3 separate regions of the Mus musculus genome follow, and all the other regions are linked to region 2. The links are chromatin contacts, called in public Hi-C and promoter capture Hi-C maps. All regions are on one chromosome and are shown on one strand. The core of a region is the stretch at or near the end of the contact, and the rest is flanking DNA. Distances in the headings are between cores, read along the strand shown. Region 1 holds the start of Sdhb (succinate dehydrogenase complex, subunit B, iron sulfur (Ip)). Region 2 holds the start of Ubr4 (ubiquitin protein ligase E3 component n-recognin 4). Region 3 holds the start of Hp1bp3 (heterochromatin protein 1, binding protein 3).

What was found. A called contact is a pair of places that touch in the nucleus more often than the background predicts. Capture Hi-C pulls out chosen DNA fragments and counts their contacts.
Region 1: a Hi-C map of B cells shows a contact between it and region 2, with 5 read pairs. The contact joins the promoter of Sdhb here to the promoter of Ubr4 in region 2.
Region 3: a contact with region 2 is called in a promoter capture Hi-C map of liver, with 2.7 times the contacts expected there. The contact joins the promoter of Hp1bp3 here to the promoter of Ubr4 in region 2. A contact is called at or near these places in 1 of 39 promoter capture datasets (erythroid cells), 3 of 115 datasets of contacts at active chromatin or transcription factors (astrocytes, embryonic stem cells and pancreatic cancer cells) and 2 of 9 other capture datasets (adipose tissue and liver).

What each region holds. Positions count from the first base shown.
Region 1 is chr4:140,959,514-140,962,523 of GRCm38.p6, reverse strand. It overlaps Sdhb (succinate dehydrogenase complex, subunit B, iron sulfur (Ip)), which reads right to left and starts at 1,253. Exons shown (of 8, transcript NM_023374.4): 1 at 1,048-1,253. The coding sequence starts at 1,119.
Region 2 is chr4:139,379,301-139,382,248 of GRCm38.p6, reverse strand. Ubr4 (ubiquitin protein ligase E3 component n-recognin 4) reads right to left here and starts at 1,590. Exons shown (of 106, transcript NM_001160319.1): 1 at 1,387-1,590. The coding sequence starts at 1,562.
Region 3 is chr4:138,215,350-138,218,256 of GRCm38.p6, reverse strand. Hp1bp3 (heterochromatin protein 1, binding protein 3) reads right to left here and starts at 1,645. Exons shown (of 13, transcript NM_010470.3): 1 at 1,517-1,645.

The sequences.
Region 1 (3,010 bases), core at 4-2,503, 1.6 Mb before region 2:
CTAACCAAAACAACACTAAAATTATCACAGGGTGGAGATTCATCTTAGCACTTTGGAAGGAGCAGAGTTCAGTTCCCTGCACGCATATGGCGGCTGATAACCACCTGTGACTCCAGTTCAGGAAATACAGCTCTCTTTTCTCCACGGGCACATGGTGCATATACATGAAAGCACACACTCATACACACACACACAAATCTAAAAAAAAAAAAAAAAAAAACCAACAAAACCCCCCAAAACAAAATGGGAGTTCCTGTTGTCCGCCTGTGAAGGACTATCCAGAAGCCCAGAGGAGGACTGAATGGTATCTGTAAAGTAAGGAGAGGCAGTTTTTCTCGCCTTTCTAAATGCTTCTACTGTGCAGCTCCCGAGGATACAGGGCGTGTGGGGAGACCTATGACAGAGCTACTACAGAATTATTAACAAAAGCAGCTCCAGGCTCTGCCTGTCATCCCATGCCAGCGGTATGAGATCAGTGCCGCTACACACCCCTGAATAAGCACGCTTCAGGGAACCGGGTCTTGCCTGCAGACTTCCACAGTACGGATCTTTCAAGGGGTCGGGGTCGCTTTCTTTCATGTCTCCCTTCCTCTGCGGGTCAAGTGCATTGCCTTGCAGAGTCCACCGCCCTCCGACCTGACCGATCCAGACCAGCCTAACCTGGAGGTGCGACCTGGCCTCCCGGGTCCCACCCCAGACACCCCGCAGGCCTCCCTTTCACACAAGCCTGGCGGAGTACAACTAGCAGGATTTGATTCTGGGTCCCGACCACAGGTCGCTCATCCTATGACCTTGACCTCTCCCTGTCCTCCTCCCAGACCTCTGTCTTTCTGTTCTCTCTTCCAACCTCCTCCCGGCCGCGCCTCTCTCTCCGGTGATGGAGAAGCGCGGAATGGCTGTCTGAAAGGATGCTCAAGAGCAGGATGCCGGGTTAAGTCCTCCCCCGAGGCCTGGACCCGGGCTCCTTCCGCCTCTCCGCGGCCTCTCTACCCAGGCAGCCTCGGTGACGGGCACGGCTCCCCACTGAACCACGGCTCCCGGGCTCACCTGCAGGCCGACTCTGCCGAGAACGGCAGCCGGGAAGCCGCGCTTCAAGGAGACCCCGACCGTCGCCGCCATTTTGGCTCCTGACGTCAGCCCCACCCCTTCCCCTCCGGCATCCCGTCGAACACCGCGGTGGGAAGCCGGCCTCTCACCCTGAGGACCGCTAGCCGCCTAAGCGCCAACGAGTGGAAGGCCGCTTCCGGTTTCTCCGAGCCAATGTACAGGAAGTGCGTGTGTGCAGCAGCGGCCCGTAGGGCGCATGCCCACTGGGCTTCCTATGTTCCTAAGGTGACCTCTGGAGTCTGAGGGGCGGGAGAGGGAAGGGTAGCGTGGAGGGGCGGGGCAGAGGCCAGGAGGGCGGGGCTTTCCTATTCTGCTGGTGGCTGTGATTTTTAACCCTTCTCTACTTGCAGTGGTGTCTGTCAATCACCTGTGACTCTTGTCTGGTCAGCTTTGTGCTAAATCTAGAGAACCTGTCAGTCCCTACCTGATTGGGACACTTGTTAAGTGACTGAAGTGATCAAAAGATGAACGTCACGTCGGTACAGAAGTTGCATGCCCGGCATATGGAGACAGTAGGAGAACCAAGCTCACCCTCCGCTACTTAATGAGGTCGAGTCCATCTGGGATACTTGAGACCCTGCCTCAAAACACACAAAACCAAAACCAAAGCAGCCAGAAAGGGTACCTAGTATGTGGCTGGTGCCAGCCTCTGGAATGCTGTGGTAAGTGAGCGAGCTGCTCACCTAATTCCTCTCTAACCCCAAGGAAGATGACAATAGGAAAGATGGGTGATGTAGCTTATAGGCTGTCCACCAAGGACCCACAGGCTGTCCACTGTCCCCAACTTCAGATCTTCCTACAGGTAAAGAACTGCAGAGAGCTGGGATTACAGCTGTGTGCCACCATGCCTGTGTGTGCTGAACAAGCCTTCTACTAACCGACCTGTGTCCTCAGATTTCGTCAGTTTCCTTAGTCACCTGAGCTGCTTTTTTTTTCTGGCACTTCTAGACAGGGTTTCTCTGTGTAGCCCTGACTGTCCTGGAACTCACTTTGTAGACCAGACTGGACTTGAACTCAGAAATCCGCCTGCCTTTGCCTTCCAAGTGCTGGGATTAAAGGCATGCGCCACCACTGTCCAGCCTTTCTGACACCTTTTATGGGTTCTCTCAGAGCCCCCCACCCTCTGACTGGGGATTTGACCACCTTGGGCAGGCGTGATCTTGGTATCCCAAGTCACTTGGTCTCTTGGGGCACCCAGTGACTTTGCTGGTCCTTGTTACCAGAGGAAGGATTTGATTTCTTTCCGCTCACCTTTGGCAGAGGAGGGCACTGTTTATAGTCTTGGGTTTCCTCACGCTGGCTCTTTTAGAAGACACTGGAGAAATTACCATGACAGGAGGAATGGCTAGATGGGGCCAAGTTTCTGGGAACTCACCCTGAATCTGGCTTCTCTGCCAGGTAGCCTCATTAAAGGGGGTGTGGAGAGGCCTGAACCCCTGGGGGTTACCTTGATCGCCCCCTCAAGGCCATGTGACCATTGACAAGTCCTTCGCCACTTTTTGACTTATAGCGTCCTTGCCTGAATCACTAGGGGTTGTGGCAGCTGAGTTAAGATTCTATGACTGGTGTGGTTGTCTTGCGCAACAGATGGTAAGGTGGCCTTGGCTTCTCAGGGGCCCTGGCTCAGCACTGGGTAGGTTCTTCTAGACTACCCAAGGGACCACCATCAGGGCCACCCAAATCGGCCAAGGTTGTAGGAAGGCTGTCATTTTCTTTGTAACTCCTCCAGGGTGTCAACAGGCAGTATTTCTAGAGAACTGGCCCCCTTAGCCATTTTTAGCCACCATGTCAAAGACAGACACCACTGCTACATGAATGGCCACCCAGGTCACCTTGGAAAAAGCATTGAGCAGCCAGCAAAACTGAGACCTTGATTTATTGGAGGGGCCCTTGGTGCCAGTGT
Region 2 (2,948 bases), core at 341-2,840:
TCTCTCCCTCTCTCTCTCTCTCTCTCTCACACACACACACACACACACACACACACACACACAATTGAATTACAATAGGGCAGAGAGATGGTCCAGTGGTTAAGAGCACTTCCTGTTCTTCCAACCCAAGTTCAGATCCCAGTGCTAGTGCCAGGCAGGTCACTGCTGCCCCTAACTCCATCTCTAGGGGATCTGAAGCCTTGTTCCTGCCTCCTGGGGCATCCGAATACACAGACACACATACACGTGGATTTTTTTTAAAAAAAAGGAGGAAAAGAAGGTAAAATAAAAAGATGCTAGATAATTTGAGACTTTCTGATACTTGTTTTCATCTTCAAAACAACCTTGGGCATAATTAAGCAAGAAAATCTATTTGTTAGAACTTAAATTATCAAACCCAGACACTATTTTATTATAAATTGTTAAAGATCATTCATCCAAAACATCACAGGCAGTGACAGTTGTTGTGATAAATAATAATGCCAAACCACAGCAATTTCCAAATAACACAACTTTCCAAATAACCTTTAGACATATCCTGCTGACCAGCAAGGTAAAATGACCCGCTTAGCAATTTCAGAGAGTTACTGGGGCAAGTAAACTTGGTTTGGCTAGGAAAACGAAAGTGAGAAAACAGGCTTTAAAAGCATGAGTCTTCTATTAAACTCATTTGCTCTGAGCCCCGTAGTCAGGAAAAGGTAGACACAGAGATCACCACATTCCCATGAAGAAATACGACTCTTGCAATCTAACAATCTGTATACAAAGGTATGAACACATTAACAGCAAGCCAAGGAACAGTCCCGTAAATAAGAGTCTGTAAAGCATTTTATTGAGAAAGAGAAGGACTCCGATCTCGGATATACGCAATTACAGTGCAAAGTAAAACCGAAGTATTCAGTGGTAACTAGTGGCTTCAGTCACAGAAACAGCACGTGCCCCCAGTTATCATAGCACCAAAGAAAGACCGTTATTAAACTATGTGGTAGCTCTCCAAAGTAAACCTCCGGTTCTGGTGACAGGGAGAAATGCAAACTCATCCACGCCCTGACCTTAACGCGACTGAGGTGGATGGGGAGGGGGGGGGCCGGGGGCAGCGGGCCGGGTGACACTGGCCCAGCAGCACCGTGCATCTCAATAGCCAGTTCTCAAATGCGTCCGGCCACGCCCTCCAGCCAGAGCAACCATAAAAGTTTTGCTCCGGAGGGTAAATCAAGTCAGGGATGGTTCACGCCAGAGCTGGGTGGAAACCAGAGGCGCTCTCGTTCCCAGCGCCCGGGAGTCCCGAAGGCATGCGTGGGGTGGATTCCCTGACAGAGTGGACTCACGAACCGGCCCGTCCTCCCCTCCCCCCCCACCCCGCCCGCCGGCGCCGCCGCCCGGTACCTCTCGATGACTGAGGCCACCAGCTGCGGCAACTCCTTCATCTCGAAGGCGGAGTAGGACGCGGACAGGAGGGGCCGCACCGCCACCTCCCAGCCCGGGGTCGTGTCCTGCCCGGTCGCCGGGGCTCCGGGCGCTGGAGCTGCTGCCGCCGCCTCTTCGCCGCCGCTCGTCGCCATCTTTCGTCGTACTACTGCGGCTCCCTCCGGGGGCTTGCCACCGGCCCAGCGCCGCCTCCCGGGAGGGGGCGGAAGTGACGCAATCGTGCGCGTCAGACAGCGCGCCGCGGGTCGCCCAACAAAAACGCAAAGACCTGGACGGCCTCTGACTTCTGCGGGCTTAACCCAGGGTAGTGCGCCTGCGCACGATTGAAAATGCCAGAGGAGGGCTAGGAGCAATGCCCTCTGCGCGTGCGCCATGGCGGCGAGCAACCCTGCGCATGCTCGCGGGAAGCAGTAACTACCGCGCGTGCGCGGGCCCCGCAATAAGCGGCAATATGGTTCCCCAACCTCCTGGAAATGTAAGTTTGTGACTTGGATTCGGAAGAGATGTCTGAACGGCGCCATCCTAGGACAGACAGGGGGGAGAGGAGGCCACAACCTGCTCAGTGTTAGTCACTTCCTCTGCCCAGTGTACCGCATGAGCAGCCAGCCATTCTAGCGCTTACCACTTGGCAAACTTTCTGCGCACACCTTCGCTTAGTAATGATTTTCTTCATGAATTCCTATTTCGCAGCCACTTCTTTATATATTTAGAATTCCTTCGATAATAATCTAGAGAGAACGTTAAGCTTTTTTGAAATTTGGTCCCTATAGGCCAAATTGTCTGCGAACCTTCCTCCCTCAGACCCCAGAGGGTAAGCATTAGTAGCCATCGCAGCAGTCTTTCAGGGGCCCCTATTTGGGTTGACTGTTGATTTCAGCAATCCTTCTATCTTCACCTCCAGTGGAATTACAGGTGTGGGTGTCCACACCTGTTTATAGTTCTGTCGGGAAGGGGGAGGATGGTCTTATTTTATTCGGGCGTTTCCACTGTAGCTCAGGCTGACATGGAACACTAACACAATCCTCTTGCCTCAGCCTCTCAAAGTGCCAAGATCATCACCACGTCTGGCCATCAGCAGTAATAACAAGTCTCATATTTCTGGCTTTGGGGTGTCAAGGCACTCGGAATAAACATCTTCCTTTTCAAATACATAATTTAGTAGTGGAGGTTCTTGGGATAACATCTATGTTGTAAATTTAGACTGAGGAGCTCAAGAGATAACTTGACAGTTCCATTCTCACCACCCAGGTCTAGCTGTTATGGTTGTAACTCCAGTTCCAGGAGATCTGCTGTCTTCTTCTGGACTCTATAGAAACCTCCATTCCCAGGTGCACACACCCTCCACACATATACACACATGTATGGTGTGTGTGTATATATATATATATATATATATATATATGCGCGCACATAAATCTATTTAAAGTGTTTGGTATGCCATCACTGGGGAGGCAGAGAATTACCACAAACTCAAGACCAGTCTGGTCTACGTAGCAAATTAAAGCCTGTCAGGAATATAC
Region 3 (2,907 bases), core at 396-2,895, 1.2 Mb after region 2:
TCTGCACAGGCCTCAGTAACTTCCTAGTCAGCGTCCAGGGGTCCACCTCCTAAGTAAGTATGAAAGCTAGGGCTAAGAACCTCAATCTTAACCCTACTACATGTGTACTCTCCGGTGTCAGTTCACAGTAGCACCCCCTGCACTCACACACAGGAGGCTGAGGCAGGAGGAGCACAGAGTCCCAAGGAAGCATTAGGGAGACCACCTCAAAAACAAAATTTGAGAGCAGCTTTGAACAAATCACTCTGAAACTGAAAGCTCGTGGCAGCCTTATATGGCCTATGCTGAAGATAAAATTGAAGATAAAATAAAAATTAAAAACTTCAAACGATTTCCTAATAGCTTCTAGGCCCTTCTGGCTAAGATCAAATGCAGAATGACTCTCTAGACACATTTCACGTCTAAGATGCTTGCGTATGAGGTCCAGGTCTAATAAGACTCGTTCTCCAAAGCAACGGGCAGTCGGAGAAGGGCAGTAAAGCAGCCTGGGGGAGAAGTCATGAGCACTTCTGGCTGTGAAGGAGGGTTTAGCTCAAGGGCGTTAAGGAAAACTGCCTGCTTAAGTCTGGATCGACTCGGGCCTAGGCTTAAGACGGCTGCCACTGACAATCCTGCGCCGGCCTGGGGAGCGCGGCGGAGGCCGGGGGAGGTGTAGGCTCGCGGGGGACACAGAAGCGCAAGGCCGTCGGGGTAGCGGCGGCGGCGACAGCAGCGAAGCGACAGCGCCCAGAGGCTGAGCATCGCCCGGAGGAGCAGCGAAGACAAAGGCGGGAGCGAGCGGCTGCGCGACAGAGAGCCGTGGCGGTGACAGCGCAGGGCTAGCGGGAGTGGGGAGTAAGATGGGCGCGGGACTGCTGAGGGCGGCGGCGGAGGTACCGCGCAGAGACCACGCCGCGCTCCTGGCTGCGGGGACCCGGCGGCGACCAGCGGCGACCGGCGTGGCCTCAGCTCTGCACACTCACCACTGGGGACTCCGTAATGGCGGCCACGGCGGCGGCGGGGGCGGAGAAGCCGGGAGGGCGGGCCCGCCGCAGCCACTCACTAGTGCCGGCATCTTTCGAACCGGGCTTGAAGACAAGTTGACAGTAGGCCGAGGGGAGGAGGGCGCGGCGGAAGTCGGGCCACAGGCCTCGGAGCATGCGCAAGCCCGCAGCCAATAGGGCTCCGCGGCGCACGCCGGAGCATGCGCACTGAGACAAGCACGGAGGGGGGGTGGGCCCGACCCGAGAAGAGCTGCCCCTCCTCCCCAAGTCCAAACAAAACAAGGGCGGGAGCGCGCGCCGCGGGGCCCGAGTGGCCCGCGCGCCAGGGGCAGGGGCCGGGTGGCGGGCGCGACGCGAGAGGGCGCAGCGGCCGCGGCGGACGGACAAAAGCCGCCGGCCTTCGGTGCCCGCGTCCCGCCTCTTGCGCCCGGGCAGCGGCGTCAGCGCCCAGGCCGGTGGCCCTCCGCTACTCACTCGCGCACGGAGCTCGCGCCCACTCCCTGCGCGCCGGGTCCGGGTCCATCCCGCGTTACCTCTGAGCTCCGGCGCCCGCGTTCCCGTACGGCCTCTCGGCGTTGCCGCGGACCACCGATCGCCGACTCGCGACACCGCTGTCCTCCAGGCCGGGCACCGAGCTCTGCCGCCCCGCCCCCCTGCCCGCGGCCTCACGCGCGCGCCCCCGCGCCGGCCCCGCCCCCGCGCGCGCCCGCCAAGTGGGTCCCCGGGCGGGCGCGCAGGGGCGCGACAGGGCGCTCGTGGGGGAGGTGGGGGGGAACGGCGGACGACGGGAGGCAGAGCGTGGCTGGGAGCGCTAGCTTCCTGGCTGCGTCCTGCGTGCTCGGCGCAGTCTCTGTCTCCGACCCCGAGTCCTTCGGGTTTGGGGTTCCAGCCTCCCTTTAGCCCTGGAAGACGGTGCTAGACAACAACAGCCACTTCCTGAGTCCACAGGGAATTGGCAGTGTAGTGAGCAAGGACTGGTCATACACGGCCTGGAAGATGCGTGAGCCGGGCTGCCCCCAGCTTCTTGATTTGCATGCACAGACAGCTTCCCCACCCCCAGCACCCAAAAGAAACCACGGAATTAGAAGGGAGTCGCCTTTTATTTGGCACTTTACGTTGAGATCTGCCTATTCATGTAATGTGCACACCACCGCCTTTGAAAATTGTAGTTCTTGGGGCTGAAGAAGTAGTTTAGTTGTTAGTATGTGTCTAGTCTGAAGAAAGCCCTGGGTGCCATCGCCAGCACCTAGAGCCCAGTGTGATGACGCAGACTCAATAGGTGGCATCAAGAGGATCGAAATTTCAAGGCCATTTTGGGTAGGTAACCAACCTGAGGCCAGCTTGGAATGCACGAGAGCCTGTGTAAAGAAGGAAAAGGAAATGAAGGATTGCAGGTGTAGTTCTTCAAAGCCACTTTGGAAAAATTCAATGTACCTCAAGTAGCCGGAGTCTTGTGGGTATCGGCCTGGTACATGCATGGCACCGCAACTGCAGGTCAATCAAAGCGCTTATTACGGAAACCAATTAGACACACTTTCAGTCCTCTCCACCTGCCAGAGTGGCTGAAACTCCAAGGGTTCTAAGAAGATTAAATAAATCACCCCACCAAAAATTCCTCCCTGGTGAGCGTCTGTACTAGTGACATCACCCATTCCCCTGAACACTGGGATCATGGGCAATCTCTTCAAAGGGATTTATGGGGAGGATCTGAGAGGATTTGGAGAGGAGGGGACCTGATCAAGTATGTCATATGAAAAAAAAATTAAATATTAAAAAGGGATTTTGGTCTTTTTGAAGAATTCTGTTTTAAAACCATCTTTTAATTTTTTATATGTGTGTGTACCTGTTTGTATGTGTTCCGGGTGTGTGCAGATGTCTAAGGATTGTCTGCACTCCTGGGAATTGAGTTAGTAGGTTGTAAGCT